Linked DNA regions of Rattus norvegicus: region 2 is linked to region 1. Evidence: chromatin contacts called from public Hi-C data. All regions are on one chromosome and are shown on one strand. Each heading gives the region's core, a stretch centred on a gene start, on an enhancer-like site or on the middle of the called end of the contact. The rest is flanking DNA. Distances are from core to core; before and after follow the strand shown.

Evidence for each region. Hi-C and Micro-C count contacts between places; a contact is called where the count stands out from the background.
Region 2: a contact with region 1 is called in a Hi-C map of Schwann cells, with 2.2 times the contacts expected there. The contact joins the promoter of Tgfbr3 here to the enhancer-like site in region 1. A contact is called at or near these places in 5 of 12 Hi-C or Micro-C datasets (the Rat2 cell line, Schwann cells, frontal cortex and 2 more).

The regions. Positions count from the first base shown.
Region 1 is chr14:2,597,437-2,605,068 of GRCr8, forward strand. No RefSeq gene overlaps it. Among named protein-coding and RNA genes, the nearest start is that of Brdt, 10 kb to the left of the region's middle. Within about 2 kb of position 3,570, at least 1 of the 93 cell types and tissues checked has an H3K27ac peak or open chromatin away from gene starts, as enhancers often do. A contact at or near this core is called in Schwann cells, where this site is marked.
Region 2 is chr14:2,629,199-2,636,830 of GRCr8, forward strand. It overlaps Tgfbr3 (transforming growth factor beta receptor 3), which reads left to right and starts at 5,096. Exons shown (of 17, transcript NM_017256.1): 1 at 5,096-5,339.

The sequences.
Region 1 (7,632 bases), core at 2,320-4,819:
CCCTTGCTGCTTTTAATATTATTTCTTTGTCCTGTAGATTTTGTGTTTTGATTATCATGTGCCAGGAGGATTTTCTTTTGTGGTCCAGTCTAATTGGTGTTCTGTAAGCTTCTTATATGTTTATAGACATCTTTCTCTTTAGATTGGGTTAGTTTTCTTCTATGATTTTGTTGAGGATATTTTCTGGGCCTTGGAGCTGGGATTCTTCAGCTTCTTCTATTCCTCTTATTCTTAGGTTATGTCTTTTCATGGAATCCCAGATTTCTTGGATGTTTTGTATCAGAAATTTTTTAGCTTTAGCTTTTTTTTAAAACTAATGTATCAATTTCCTTTATTGTGTTTTCTACACCAGAGCTTCTCTGTTACATCTCCTGTGTCCTGTTGGTGGCGCTTGTGTCTGTGGTTCCTGTTCTCTTCCCTAGGTTTTCCATCCCAGGATTCCACCAGCTTGTGTTTTCTTTCTTTCTTTCTTTCTTTCTTTCTTTCTTTCTTTTTTTTTTTTTTTTTGGTTCTTCTTTTTTTTTTTCCCCCAGAGCTGGGGACCGAACCCAGGGCCTTGCGCTTCCTAGGTAAGCGCTCTACCACTGAGCTAAATCCCCAGCCCCCAGCTTGTGTTTTCTTTATTGCTTCTGTTTCCACTTTCAGGTCTTGCACAGTTTTATTTATTTCCTCTCTCGTATTTTTCTGTGCGTCTTTAAGAGATTTATTTGTTTCCTCTTTAAAAACTCTATCTGTTTGGTTGTATTTTCTCTGTATTCCCTTAAGGGATTTATTCATTTCTTCTTTAAGGGCCTTTATCATCTTTACAACACTGGGTTTAAGTCATTTTCTTTTGTTCCGGTTGTGTGAGGATATCCAGGGCTTGCCGTAATGGAGTAGCTGTGCTTTGGAGGTAACATATTCCCCTGGCTCTTGTTGATTGTGTTCTTTCAAAGGTCTTTAGCCATCCGGATCATTTCGATCCCTGGATGTTCTTGTTGTAGTAGGTATTGAGATGTGGGTGAACCTCAGTGGTCCTGATGTGGCAGACCTCTGGGTATCCTTGGACTGTATGGTTCTGAACCTGCAGGTCTGTATGGTTCTGAACCTGCAGGGTCATGAAGGTGGGTGGAGAGGTGGCAGGAGAATGAAGCTCCACCTCCCCGGTTCGGGATGGCAGGCTGCTCAGAGGAGCTTAGCCTGGCCCAGAGGCTCAGGGAACATGGAAGATGGATTGGGAAGGGAAGGTTACCTGTATGGTTCAGGAGTCTAATGGAGGTGGAGGAGAGGCAGGGGGAGGATGAATGTCCCCTGGGATAGCAGACTGCTCAGGGCAGCTATAGCACTCAATTTTCAAGTAAAACAAAGATCAAGAATTATTCCAAGCCTGGCATGGTGGCACATGCCTTTAATCCCAGTACTTGGAGGCAGAGGCAAAGGCAGAGAGGGGCAGAGAGGCAGAGGCAGGTAGATCCCTAAGTTCAAGACTAGCCTAGGCTATAGAGTAAGTCCCAGGACAGCCTGAGATGTGGAAAATTACAAAGAATGTCTCCCTGAAATTACTATAGCCTAGGTCCTCCAAGGCCCACCTCTTTGAGTCAGAGAGATACCTGTCTGCCTGGTGTGATGCTGCCTTTCTGTAGTCCCAGCCTGGGCTATGAGGTTCAAGGTTAGCCTGGGCTATAAAGTGAGGTTCTGTTTCATGGAGCTGGTTGTGAGGAGGGGTCAGGAGAGAGGGAGGGGAGGAGAGAGGGGGGAAGACAGAGAGGGAGACTAAGATACCAAGATAGAAAGTGAACAGGAGCATCTGACCTCTGTCTGACCTTGTGGATTCCCAGAGATTAAGAACAAGCGTCACCTCCAGAATAAATAGGGAAGAGCAAACTTCAGCGGCTCTCTCATTCATTTCCCTCCTTTGTTTCTAGTTTGTCCCAGACAGGCTCTGACTATAACCCCAGCTGGTTTCCAGTTCAAGGTCTTCTTGCCTCCTCCTGAACACGGAGGACCACTTGGTAGGGTTCTTAATTTCTATCTCAAATCCAAGACTAGCAGTTTCTCCTGCCCTCCCTCCCCTTGGACAGAAGTGAGCACAGGTCTCTACGGCCTGCCTAATATCCCATGGAAAGAATCCTACTCCTCCCTGGCCACACACTCTCTACGAATTCTCTTAAGAGATCTGGCTCCGTAAAAGCTTACACAGTCTGTGTCCCTCCAGGACTGTTTCTCCCCAAGCATCCTTCAGTCCTGGCTGTGGGGTTACTTAGTACTTTACTCTGCCTCAGGAAGCTATTCAGTTCTTAGATGACTCTATGACTAAAAACCCACCAGTTGGACCATCAGGATGGCTTAAGAGGTAAAGGCGTTTGCTGCCAAGCTGGGAGGACTGAGTTCCACTTCCGGAATCCATTGGAGGAAGAAAGAGACTAACTCCCTGTCTTCTGATCTACACACACACTAAATAAATAAATAAATAAATAAATAAATAAATAAATAAACAAATAAACAAACAAATAAATAAATAAATAAATGAATAAATAAATAAATAAATGTTTAAAAATTAATCCCACCTCCAATGGTGTCCCATCTCATCCGGAGACTCTGGTGTTAAATCTGCATCCCTCGACACAGAGCTATAAGGAGCTGGCTCTCCTCACCTCTCTGACTCTGTCACCCTCGCCTCTCTGCTCAGTTGCACCTTCCTTCCTCTTTGCTATTGCGCAATCACATCGCTCTAATGCCTGCATAACCACATGTTAGAATGCAGTCACTTTTCCCACTTCCATTGTCATACGGAGAGACTGCCCCACACAATGCCCTCTGAAGTGGACTGTATACCTCTGGCCTGCCTAATATCCCATGGAAAGAATCCTACTCTTCCCTCCCTCCCCTCGGACAGAAGTGAGCATCGACTTGCAATATGGTCAAACATGACTTAGAACTATCAGGAATGAATGCTCAGTTTTAAGCTCTGCTGGGGCTGGAATCCAGGGTTCCCTGCATACTAGGTGAGGCACACTAGGCATACTGACCTAACATTGTGTTTATCTGTTTGTTGTGCTTTTCTTCTGCTGACAGCTCCACTGAGAACAGCTCCTTGTTTGTCTCTTTGCTGCATCCAGGTGATATTTACTCTCATGCTAAATGAGTGCATACAGGGGAAACAGGTTGGACTTCAACGTGGTGCAGGTCATGCATTTTAGGTCAAATAAATTACAGTTATATAATTATGTTCCTTTTGCTCTTCTCCCTCCTGAATTAAAGATACAGAAGTCCAGTGTCCTGCTAATACTAATGACAATTGGATACAGTCAGAGATTGGTTTGAAATTTCCAAAATTATTAACAAAGTCTCACTTCGTTTCTTTCTTAGCACGTTTTCATGTAACCACTAGGTGGCAGCACATACCCACACTCCTTCCAGAGTCCTTGCTTACCTTTTGCAACATTAATAAAAGTTTCATATTTGAAGAAGACATTGTAGCAAAATAAGTACTTTAATAAGCTCTGTCTCAAGGTGTCATACAGGCAGGAAAGGCAGTTACTTTTATTTTTTTTTTAATTCACTACTAACTACAGCAGAAGTGGATTCTGTCCCTGCTGCTGCCCTCCCCCCACTGCCGCTGCCTTTCCCCAGCCCTCCCCAGTATCTGAGCTTTAAGATATGACTCATCAAGAAATGATTTTTTTCTTTTTCTTTTTTTTCTTTTCTTTTTAGATCAGGCTTTCCTTCTATAGCCCAGGTTAGCCTGTAACTCATGGTCCTTTTGCTTCAGGCTCTGAGGTCTTGGGGATGGCAAGAGTAAGCTATCACAGCCCACATGTTTTCTAACCATTTAATTCAGGATGAACCTGGCATGAATGTCTTTTTTACCATCCTCCACCTCCAGACATGTTTAGGGGGGAAGCCACACGTGGGTCAACTTAAAACTTGGAAGGATCTAAAAGGATTCTGAAAGGGACTAGCAGAAAAGTGACTTACATGTAAACTATCACTCAAGCTCATCAAATATTGCTGTCGAAGTTGTCTGAGTTTATCACATACAGACTATTTACGATGGCTGTCCACGGTCAGAAATGGAATGTTCTGCTCTGGAGACCACCAATACAACACAGGTTACTGTCCTTGATTCTTGGTTGCCCATCAGAACTCCATGGTGAGACCCTATTATTGCTGGAAACACTGACCCTGAGACTTCCTCCCTGCTTAGCATTGGAGGGCACTATGCATGTTGCTGGGGAAAGGATTGTGAGCCTACAATAAAGTACCAGGATGGCATGTGAAATTAGTCATGGAAACCATAGGGCATGTTATGGGGACAACCAGCTGTCCTCCGGTTGGATTTAAGGTCCAATCAATAGGAGGAAAAACATGCCTATCACTGTAAATCTGGTCAAAAAAGCATGATTGAGTAGTCACAGCCCCAGGGGTGAACCTACTACTATTTTGCTAAATGAACTTAGTATCAGAGTGCCCTGCAAACTCCTATCTCTCTGCCCACAGAGCACTGAGGCTTTCAGGCCCCATCGGTGAAATTTCTTTGTGCAGTGGATGAGGCTTAATCCAGAAATTCCCAACTGTTCAACTTGCAGAGAGAAGTGTCGTCATCGGTGGAGTGTCCACCCCCAAATGGGACATCTGTATCACACCTGCTCCCAAAGGCTGCTCCAGGACTGTCATGGAGGATGGGGCAGAAGGATGGGAAGAACCAGGTGTCGGGGAGGCTGCCTGAGCAAGGCCGGTTAGGGTCAAACTGGTCAACAATCTAGCACTAGTGGGAGCCCCCACTCCAGCTGAGGAGCTCCTGACAGCTAATTCTGCACGAGGAAGAATCAGTTTTCTTTAAGCTGTGGCCTCTTATATCCTATAGGTTGAGTGCCATAGAACCACACCATGGATGGCCACACACCTATAAATCCAGCCAACGCAAGTGAGATTTGAGGGTTTGGGAGGTGCTGGGGAGATGGGGGTCAGGTCTGAGAAAGTTAGGCAAATACAGTAAAAGTACATTGTATGCATGCGTGAAAGTCTTGAAGGATTAATTTTAAAACCCACGTTTAGAAAAGAAATTTGATTCAATCAACTGTGCTGCTGTGGGGCCCCACAGGATTGGGGGAGAGGGTCCTGAGCTTCAGAGGCCGAAGTATTGGGTGTGGTCTTAGCTGAGACGCTTTTAAACCTTTCTGAGCCTCGAGTACGAAATGTGTATGAGAACACTGCTGCCAGGAGACCAACAAGATGGTGATTATGGCAGATAAGGAGAAATGAACATTTCTGCTTGCAAGGTGATTGTTACTGTCTGGAGCGTGGGCGGGGCGTGCCACCCCTGCCAGCGGGGGTGGGGTGTGGGCGGGGCGTGCCACCCCTGCCAGCGGGGGTGGGGTGTGGGCGGGGCGTGCCACCCCTGCAGCGGGGGGTGGGGCGTGGGCGGGGCATGCCACCCCTGCCAGCTATCCACTCTGAGAGACTTTGCTTGTATCCCCGAACCCCAATTGTCCGGCTGAGGAAGGCAAATGAAGCACTTGACATGTCCTTATTAGGGGCTTGCTGTTCGCTTGTTTCGTTGTTTGTTGGTTTTTGGTTTTTGTTTGTTTGTTTGGGGCTGTGGGTCACACCTCGTACCACTTCAGTCCCAAGGGAGCACTCTCTAAACACCAAGTGCCGTTTCCATTTCTTTACATAGCAACTAAGTCTTCCTTCTCCCTTCCTTCTGGCCTTAAACTCACTCTGTAGCTGAGTATCTTCTTGAACTTCTGATCCATCTCCGCTAAGATCACAGGTGCGCTGGATGGGTTTCTTCTCAGGCTTGGGTCACCTGGGAACAGTTAGCCTCAGATGAGAAGGTGCCTTCATCAGACTGGCCTGTAGGCAATTCTCTGTGGGGTCCAGTCCACTATGAGTCCTCAGTTGTGTTAAAAAGCAGGCGGAGCAAGCCATGCAGAGCAAGACAGTTAAGTAGTATTTCTCTACAGCAGTGATTCTCAACCTTCCTAACACTGAGACCCTTTGGTGCGGTCTGTCATGTTGTGGTGACCCCCAACCACAACATCGCTTCATCGCTACTTCAGAACGGTAATTTTGCTACTGCTATTTATCATAATGTAAATATCTCATATACAGGATATATCACACACTCCCATGCACACTCACAGCCTGCCACTCTACTGCCTGTTTCAGTTCCTGCCTTCAGGTTCCTGCTTGGAGTTCCTGCCCTGACTTCCTTCAGGGATGGATGGTGGTTTTGGTGTGTACGTCAAACTAACATTTTTCCTCCTGTGTTGTTTTTGTTTATTATCTTTAATGCAGCAATTGAAAGCAAACTAAGACACCAGCGTGGCAGGGTTTAGGGGTGCTGGGGATGGAGTGCAGAGCAGCATGCATGCTGGGGAAAGACCCTCAACCCAACTAACGTGACCCTCATTCTTATTCCTGAAAGAGCTCTGTGGAATTGACTGTTTCATTAAAATCGTAACATGTGGGTTCCTGACGTCTAAGATGACTCCCACCCTTACAAAAGGAACAAGGACTGTGCCAAAAAGGGCCGTTACCAGGTGGCTGTGGGATGCCCAGACTACTGCGAAAGTCCACTGACAAGTGTGCAAGCCACGGTCGCTAAGAAGCTCATTGCCACGAATGCAGTAGAGACCTGACACACATGTCCCAGGTTCTGTGTGAAGCTGAACCGCTCACTGTCAGGAACTGCTCTGGTGGAGGCCAAGAAAGAGCAAACACCCCACCCCGGTTTAGACCTGCTGGTGCTGCCCAACGGCTTTCCGCAAAGCCCATGTGAAGAGCTGGAATCTTCAGGACGTAAGACAAGTCATCTTCTGGGGAAAAGTAAAATGGGAAATAAAGCATTTAAACATCTTGACCCTTGAGAGCTGGGAGTCCATCATCTCAGCACAGGCTGGTGGAGGCGGGAGTTCAGGACTTCAGCTACAGAGAGAGTTTGGGGGTGGCCTGGGATATCTAAGACCCTATCTCAAAACTTAAACAAGAAAAAAATCTTGGCACTTGAGGTCCAGAAGAGCCTTAAACGGATGTGGTCTAACCCCTTCCATTTGCACATGAGGAAAATAAACTCAGAGGTGAGGGCAACCCCTTCAGGATACAAAGGTTAGCAATACCAGGATGGAGACTCCCAAATAGCCATCGACCCTTCACCCAGACCGGACGGTCCATCTTCTCAGCTCTGCAGAGACAGCTGAGTGCAGACAGGGACTGCTCTTCTGTACGTTAGTCCAGCTAAACCTAAGAGTTGCCCAGTACACAGATTTCGAGTGCTCTGCAGTTTAGGGAACCAGAGATATGGGAGAAAATGTTAGCGTCTTCAGAGAGGACAGATGCAGGAAGGCCACAGAGCTACCGCCAATGGAGAGGGAATTGAGTGATCCAGAAACACTACGAACAAATCAAACGCATGCAAAGCTGACAGGAGACAAGGCTGGGTCTAGAAGCACAGCACTCGCAGTGCCAGCCGTGTTTATTCAACAGGTTATAAACATGGGAATCATCAGTTTGCTTGGTAAGTGCTAGGGCGACCATTACCTTCCCTTGCTCACCTGTGGCACCGGAGGCTCAGCTCCAAGCCAAGGGAGTTTGCTTCCCAGCATCACGGGAGCTTAACCTAGAATGGAGGTCAGTCAAGTAAATTGA
Region 2 (7,632 bases), core at 3,846-6,345, 33 kb after region 1:
ACAACATCAGTTGATGTGGGGGATGGGGATGGGGGAAATGTCACAAATCCCCACCCTTAGACGAAGAGTTACAGGCAATTATGGCTGCCGAGAGAAGAAGAGTCAGCCTTCTCTAGGGATGATCCTCTTGGTAGGTTAAGTCAGTTCCAATTGGTTAGCCCCAAACACATGCACAGAGGAGCAACCTTAAGTGCATGCAACACCTTCTCTGTCTGCCTCTCTGTCTTTCTGTCTCTCTGTCTCTGTCTTTATCTGACTCTGTCTCTATCTGTGTGTGTTTAAAACAGTTATTAAAGAAGAGATCATGAATTTGAGAGGGGTAGAGGAGGGCACAGAAGTAGTTGGAAGAGGAAGAAGGAGGTGTAGAAATGTAAATACAGTATTCAAGTATGAGATTCTCAAAAAAAGTTTTAAAAACTCAAATTAAAAATGACCATTTGTGTGCCTGCTTAAAAAAATGTTCGTCTGCCATATGAAGTCCTGAGTGGCTCATGCCTGGATTCCCCAGAGTTGAAGGCAGGAAGATCAGCAGTTCTCACAGTCATTCTGCCACACACCAGGTTTCAGGACGAGCCAAGACACCTGAGAGCTGCTTCAAACCAAAGAATCACAGAAGACGGACAAACGAGCAAACAAAAAACAGAAAAGGAAAAAAAATCGACAATAGGAAATGTATGAAGATACTACCTCGGACCAAAGGAAGATGGTCTCTATGGCAACAGCTGATCTTCAGGCCAATGAGGTAGCTCAGCAGTCTAAGACACTTGATGTCCTGACCCGAGTTTGATCCCTGAAGTCTGCATTGTGGAGGGAGAAAGCCAACTCCAGAAAGCCATGATGTGATACATATAAACAAGTAAATAAAGGGGGAAAGATTTAAAGTGACACCACCCCTGCACACACCGATAGTTGGTGAATACTGATGCAGTCCTTGTGTTTTCTCGTGTCATATGTTAAAACTAAGCACATCTGACCTACTTTTAACGCCCTCTGATATTGTCGATATGGAAGCTTCTGGTGGTCAAGCTTGCTGGTTAAGGATCAACATAGACAAGTGTTCCTACCTAGTAGCTACAGGCCCCTGTTTGTACACAGGACTTAGAGAGTGTGTTCGTGCATACAGAACATTTAGTATCCTAATTGGCAAAGGTAACTGGGTTTAAAAGTGGTGTCCTTTGGGATCCACGAACAGGCACTTCGTCAGTCTTCAAAGACAAAGGCTATGTAATCTAGGCTGGAACTCACGAGCCTCTTGCCACTTCCATACCTTATGTGACAATTTAGAGGTTGAATTAAACAATCCTACCCAGTTCAAGTGCTCATGTGTGCACTTGAGACTGAAGACATAGCCTGAGGAATCAATTCGAGTGCAAAGAAATCTGGAGGCCTAAAGTTAGACTGTGTTTAGGCCTGGGCTCACCGACCTGGTTCTTGTTCCTTCAGGATATCGCGTCTATCAGCATTTCCAGTGCTGATTCTCAAACAATGCTTAACGCCTATCAGTAAGGGGTTCTATTAGTTATCTTGTTGTTGCTGTGCTAAGCGCCATGAGCAAGGCAACTTGCAGAAGGCGCAGTTTATTTGGTCAATGATGTAGGAGCCCATCATGTCAGGGCAGAGACGTGGAGCAAGCAGTGGGGACACTCAAGGACAAGGAGCCAAGTGATCGCATCTTTAATAGCAAAGACCAAACAGATTGAACTGGAAGTGGGGAGAGGCTGTAAGGGCTCAGAGACCACCCCCCACCAATGATGTATCCCCCCAGCAAGGCTGCCCTGCCCCAGGACTTCCCCAAACAGCATCACCATTGGGAACCAAGTGTTCATGCCTGAGTCTACGGGGGAACCTTGCTCATTCAAATCACCATAGATGCCTAGAAAAGAGATTTCCATAGTAACTCATTTGATTGATGATACAAATCGTTACAATGAATCTCTGAAACTACATATAAACATATTAAAGAAGTGAGAAGTATTTCCTGTTTTCTCAAGTAGACCTCATCATAGAATGGAAATAAAAATAATGAAGGCCATGCTTTGTTACAGTCGTTCTTAACCTTCCTAACGCTGCCACCCTTTAATACGATGCCTAATGTTGCGGTGACACCCAGCCATAGAATCATTCCATTGCTACTTCAGAACTGTAACTTTGCTACTGTTGCGAATTGTAACGTAAGTATCTGTGTTTTCCCCAAATGGTATCCTGTAAAAATGAGTGTTAGTTTTACATTCCCACCAGTGGTGTGCAAATGTTCCTGTTTCTCTCGTGCTTGCTAGATGTCATTTACCTCGTTGCTAGTAGCCATTTGGTGGGATGGGATATCCGTGGTTTTAATCTTTGCTTTCCTGATGGTTACTGGTGATCGGCATTTTTCATGGTTCCGTGGGTCGTTTCTGGCAATACTTTGGTTGGATGTCAGTGTATGCGGATAGCCACTTCCTCATGGTGCTGTTCATCTGTGTGTTGCTGGGGTTTGGAGGGTGTTGTGCTGTGTGCCTTGTGGATACCGGCCTCTTGTCATGTACTTACTGTTGTATGTCACATGCTCCCAATCCGTGGCTTGTTTCTCTCCTTTGTTGTTTGTTGTCCTCACTGAACAAAAGTTTTATATAATCCCGTTTGTTTGCTCATGCTTTTTTGTTTGGTATCTTGTCCAAGGATAAACTTTGCCATTTCAATGTCAACTCCCCACCCCCACCAAGTGTTTTCTGATGCTCTTAGGCAAACCCACAGGGGTTGAAACCCACATGATGAAACTGTATGAGAAGCCTTCTCAATTGGGTATGTTGGCTGGCCCACGCCTGTAATCCTTGAACTTGGAAGTAGGAAGCAGAAGCAGGAGGATTGAGAGTTCAAGGGTGTGTGTCACCACCCTGAATTACAAAGGGAAAACAAAACAAAACAACACCAACACCCAAACCCCCAAACCCTACCACTCAATTCTCCATGTTAAAAGCCTAGCACTTTTAGAGGACATCTAAGTTAGAAACATTAGAGTCCTTTCTTTGGAAAGTCAGTTGTGTTAGATGGTGCTTTGCTGGGGCAAACACAGGAAGAAGTGTTTTCCTGAGGCAGACACAGGTGTAAGGTTAAGGCAGGGAAAGGAATGTTTCACTGAAGCAGACAGGTGAAAGGATATTCTGCTAAAGCACGCAGGTAAAGGGGCATGTACTGAAGGATTCTTCGCTAAAGATGCATGTATTGGTCCGCCTTACATTGCATAGTTGAGCTCCATCTGTCAGGACTCCAACGAGAAACACACCAAGAAACTTGTGGTGTGTCGCAGTTTCTTGTGGCTTTCATGGACTCGGGCTGACTGACAGTGGTGTCAGCTGAGACAGACTCACCTGGCTGAGGCAAGACCCATGGAGGACATGTGCTGTTTGGAGAGAGTATGAATAGAACTCGGTGGCCAGTGACAGGTGTGTGTGTGTGTGTGTGTGTGTGTGTGTGTGTGTGTGTGTGTGGCTGAGCTAGGTTTGTTTATGGAGCCAGCTGTGTAACACTGGTTGGTCTGGAGTCTTTGCTGAGATTCACTTCCTAGAGAGAGAGGCGTAGCCGAGAACTTCTCCTGTTGGTCTCTCCTGCTGCTGAGGCTGAGGCCTGGCTGTTTCTGCTAGGCAGTGCCACTGCTGCTGATTCCTGTTTACTGTCCCGACTCTACTGAACTGGCTGCCCATATGTCGTGAAGTGTTTGTGGGTGGATGGAGCTGTCTCTTCGAACCTGTGAACTGAACGGCCGATTTCCAGACAATACAGCTGGGAGTTGCTCCAAAGGACCATTTCTAAACAGGTCCACTCCCCTGTTACCCTTTCCTTTTTCCTACCTCTCTGGTGGGTGATGGGCTAGAAGGGAGGTTAAGGTGTCTAAGAACCATCATTAAAAAATAGACTTTAAAAATTAAAATTACAGAAGTCTAACTGGGTCCCTCATTTGTGCAAAGGTTCCCTGATTATCCAACAACTGTCAAGACTGGAAACCTGTCTTTGAACCAGTCACTTCTGTCACTTCATCTGCTGTGTCACTGGTAGAGTTTCCGGTGAAGTAGCTGGTGACAGAATTCTGTGGGTCAAGGTGCTTGCTGCCAAGCCTGAAGAACTGCACCTAAGTTGGATTCCTGGGCCCTACGTGGTGGAAAGGGAGAAAGTTGTCTTCTGACCTCACTCTGGTCAAGGCTGTTTTTGAACTTTTGATCCTCCTGCCATACTTGGTTGTATGGGGGGCTGGGGATCAAACTCAGGGCTCTGTGTATGTTGGGCACATAACATTACTACTGAACTATGGCCCCAATGGGCAATTCACCTTTCAACAGAAAGCGAAGTGTAAACAGAGCATCAGAGTTGTGTTGGTGATTGAAGTAGTGGCGTTCAAGCCTTGCAAGGTGCATGTCGCCGGCACATGCGTGCAGGCGGGACCCTGCGTGCTCGCCTGTCCTTCACACTCAGGGCCATGGGGAGACTGCAGGGTTGGAATTCAGGTAGCACAATAGCTAGAGAAGGCACTCTGTGCCAGGCTGTACAGAGAAAGAGCATGATAACCAGAACCGGGAGAAAACCCAAACTGGGGCAGAATGAATGTATGTGCACGGGGCTGCGATGTAGGAGTGGGCTTCTCTGAGATATTTTAAAAAAGAATTTTGATATCGACAACCACGGTCCCTATCTTCTCTTAAGACCCTGGTAGTTTGAAGGATCCAGAGAGAGGCAGCGAGTCCCCTCAGTGATCGCCACATCCCGGGTACCCCACACTTCTCCCAGGCCAGGGATCCCCAGCTGTTACCCCATCCCGGGCCGCTCCCTGACTTCCTTTCTCTCCTTCCAGCCCCAGCCTTCTCTGCCCGAAGGGAAGCGCAGGCTGGAGCAAGCTCTCTCGGCTCATCCATCAGCAGTGGAGGAGGAGGAGAGGAGGGGCAGGAGGAGGAGTTTCTAGGCGGCCGAGCCCCCAAGGCCCGCAGTGCCCTTCCCCCCTCGCGCTGATTGCTGTGGCTGCGCGCCCGACCCCGCCCGCGCGTGTGCGCGGCCGAGCTAGGGCGCCGCACGGGCCCGATGGGGGTGATCCAGGCTTTCGGGGACGCCGAGCGCCACTTTCCTCCTCCCTGGCAGTGAGAGACAGTGGGGAGAGGAGAAAGCGGGCTGCTGTCCTTCCAGGCCACTTTCGCTGCGCGATTCCGCGAGCTCCCGGCAGGAGGTGAAAGTCCCCGGCGGGGTCCGGATGGCGCAGTTGCACTGCGGCTGCTGAGCTCGCGGCCGCCTGCGCGCGCTGGGCGCGGGGACTCGCTTCGGCTAGTAACTCCTCCACCTCGCGGCGGACGACCGGTCCTGGACACGCTGCCTGCGAGGTACGTGCTGCTCGGCGCCCGGTGAGCGGCTGTGCACGCTGCGCGGTGCGAGTCGGTGCCTGCTTCGCGGGGTTGCTCGGGTCACCCGGGACCCAGAGCCCGGGACCTGGCTTTGGCCGGGCCGGGTTGACGCTGAGCGGAACCAGGATCCGCGGCGGTCCCGGGTGGGCAGCTCCAGGAAGGAGTTCCCCACGCCCGCTTTCGCTCTTCCTCTCCGCGGTTTCCTAGTCCCCTGCGGGGCCGCAGGCCACTGCCCTCCCGGCGCGTGACAGCGTGGGTGGGCGCTGGACCCTGATGGATAGCAGAGGCCGCGGCCGCGAGACACGCGCGCCCACGCCAGTCCAGGGTCCCTGACGGCCACTCCCTGGCTCGGGGAGTCAGTCCTGAAAACGCAGCGGAGGACGCGCCCGGGTTAATCCCGCCGCGCTCCCGCTGATGGTAGAGGCTCCCTGCGAGTGTGAACTTGGTTGGGACAAACTTGAAACTCATGGATGTTGCTAGAGGAATCCGCTTGCAGAGTTGGGCTGATTGGGACATTTGTCCCACCTTCCCGTACCCGACAGGAGTGCAGACTGCTGGCGTGACGAGCCCCAGTTACCGAGGCTTTAGGTGTTCGTGCAAACGGTCGCTCCGCTAGCTGTGAACTGGGAGGACTCGGTCCCCCAAGGTGGCTGTGCGGTTGGAGGAGTGCACATATGTTCCGGACTGGGACCGCGCCGCCGAGCGCTGCACAGGTGTTTGCGCCCCGTGCTGCGCCCTGCGGTGACAGGAGAGCCGCGAGGGGAGGGATCCTGCGAGTGACCCACTGAGGTGAAGAACCAGCCGACTTAAAAGTTTCTTCTTCCTTTGAAGAAGTGAGCGGCTTTGGAGAGTACCCACACGCAAACAAAACAAAACAAAAACAAAACAGAAAACCGTAACGGGATCCTTTAATATCCCGGGAATGGCCCTCTTTCAGATTGTAGCGGATAATTCTAGGGAGAGCTTAGCTGGTTCTTTGGAGGTACTCAAACCGGAGTGTATTGATCCCCTCCTGTGTGTCAGTATCTCCAGCAACTCCAGCTAGTACCTGTCAGGACTTAAGGACCACCCCAACTCTATGGTTAAAAGTGATTTTAGTGGGCCCATTTTACAGATCACATGTTAGACGCTAGTCCAGAAATCATATACAGCTTTCTGTTACTTTTAACCCAATGCTGCTTGGGTCATGGCGAAGTCCTTGGCCCTCCGTTCTCGCCCAGCTTCCTGTTCGAGTTGAATATACCCTTTGAAACACAGATAGATTATCTGTGATTAATTTAGGTGATCATACATGTATGTACTTTGCAGGAGCCAGAATCCAGCTTCTCCAAGCCTGGGTCCAAATAATTATAAATAGAACTCTGACTTGTGTTAGTTTGGATCTTTATTCTTTATTACTTTTATTAATCCACCAGACGTTGTTGATCAAGGCCGCTTGGCTTCCTTAGGAAACAGCTTGAGGTTGGCACAGGAGGCAGGGAAATAATTCTTACCCCCTGAAGGGCTATTAAACAGGACTTGATTTCATGCCATTGTCTCAGCGAGAGGATGTTGCTCTGTTTCTTGATGTTCTCTGCTTTTGGCTTTAATTCTGCATTGTTTAGCGTTTGGAGGCTTGGGCACACTTTTTACTCTTGACATTGTTGTCAGCTTTAAACGTCCCCTATTGTGATGGAATCTGGCCACCCCACACCAGCTTTGCTTAACTGTTTGTACATTAAAAAAAAAACAATAAAGTCATCAACTGAGTTTTGAACCCCAGCACTTCAAAGACCTATGCCCTGAGAAATTCATTGTTATTTTTAACATTAGCCAGCAGGGGGCGCACAGCATATTATTGATGTCCGGCGGGCACCTAAACCTGTTTGTACGGTATGTATCATATATTTCAGAAACGGAAAGTATTATAGCTTTATCTATTACAGTAACAAGTTGCTTTCTGAGTTTTCCGTTTAGTTTCAACTGTTTAAAAGTGGGATGATCTTGAGTTCAGGGCCTGAACGTGAAATGTGGGTCTAGAACCTGTGGTGATTTGGTAAATATTTAAATATGATTCATAGGGTCCCCCAGCCCCCTTTTTTTTTCTTCTTCTTCTAGTTTGCTTTCCTTGAGAGATATGTTTGTAAGATTTTGTGTCGTTTGAATAGCATTTTAGGTTATTTAGGGGAACTGAGTGGCAATCCAAAGAGATTCGTTTCGAACCCTTTTGTAATGACCCCTAGTGTCTCCTTTATAAAACTGAACGCATGGACTCTTTCTCGGGGAAGTTGAT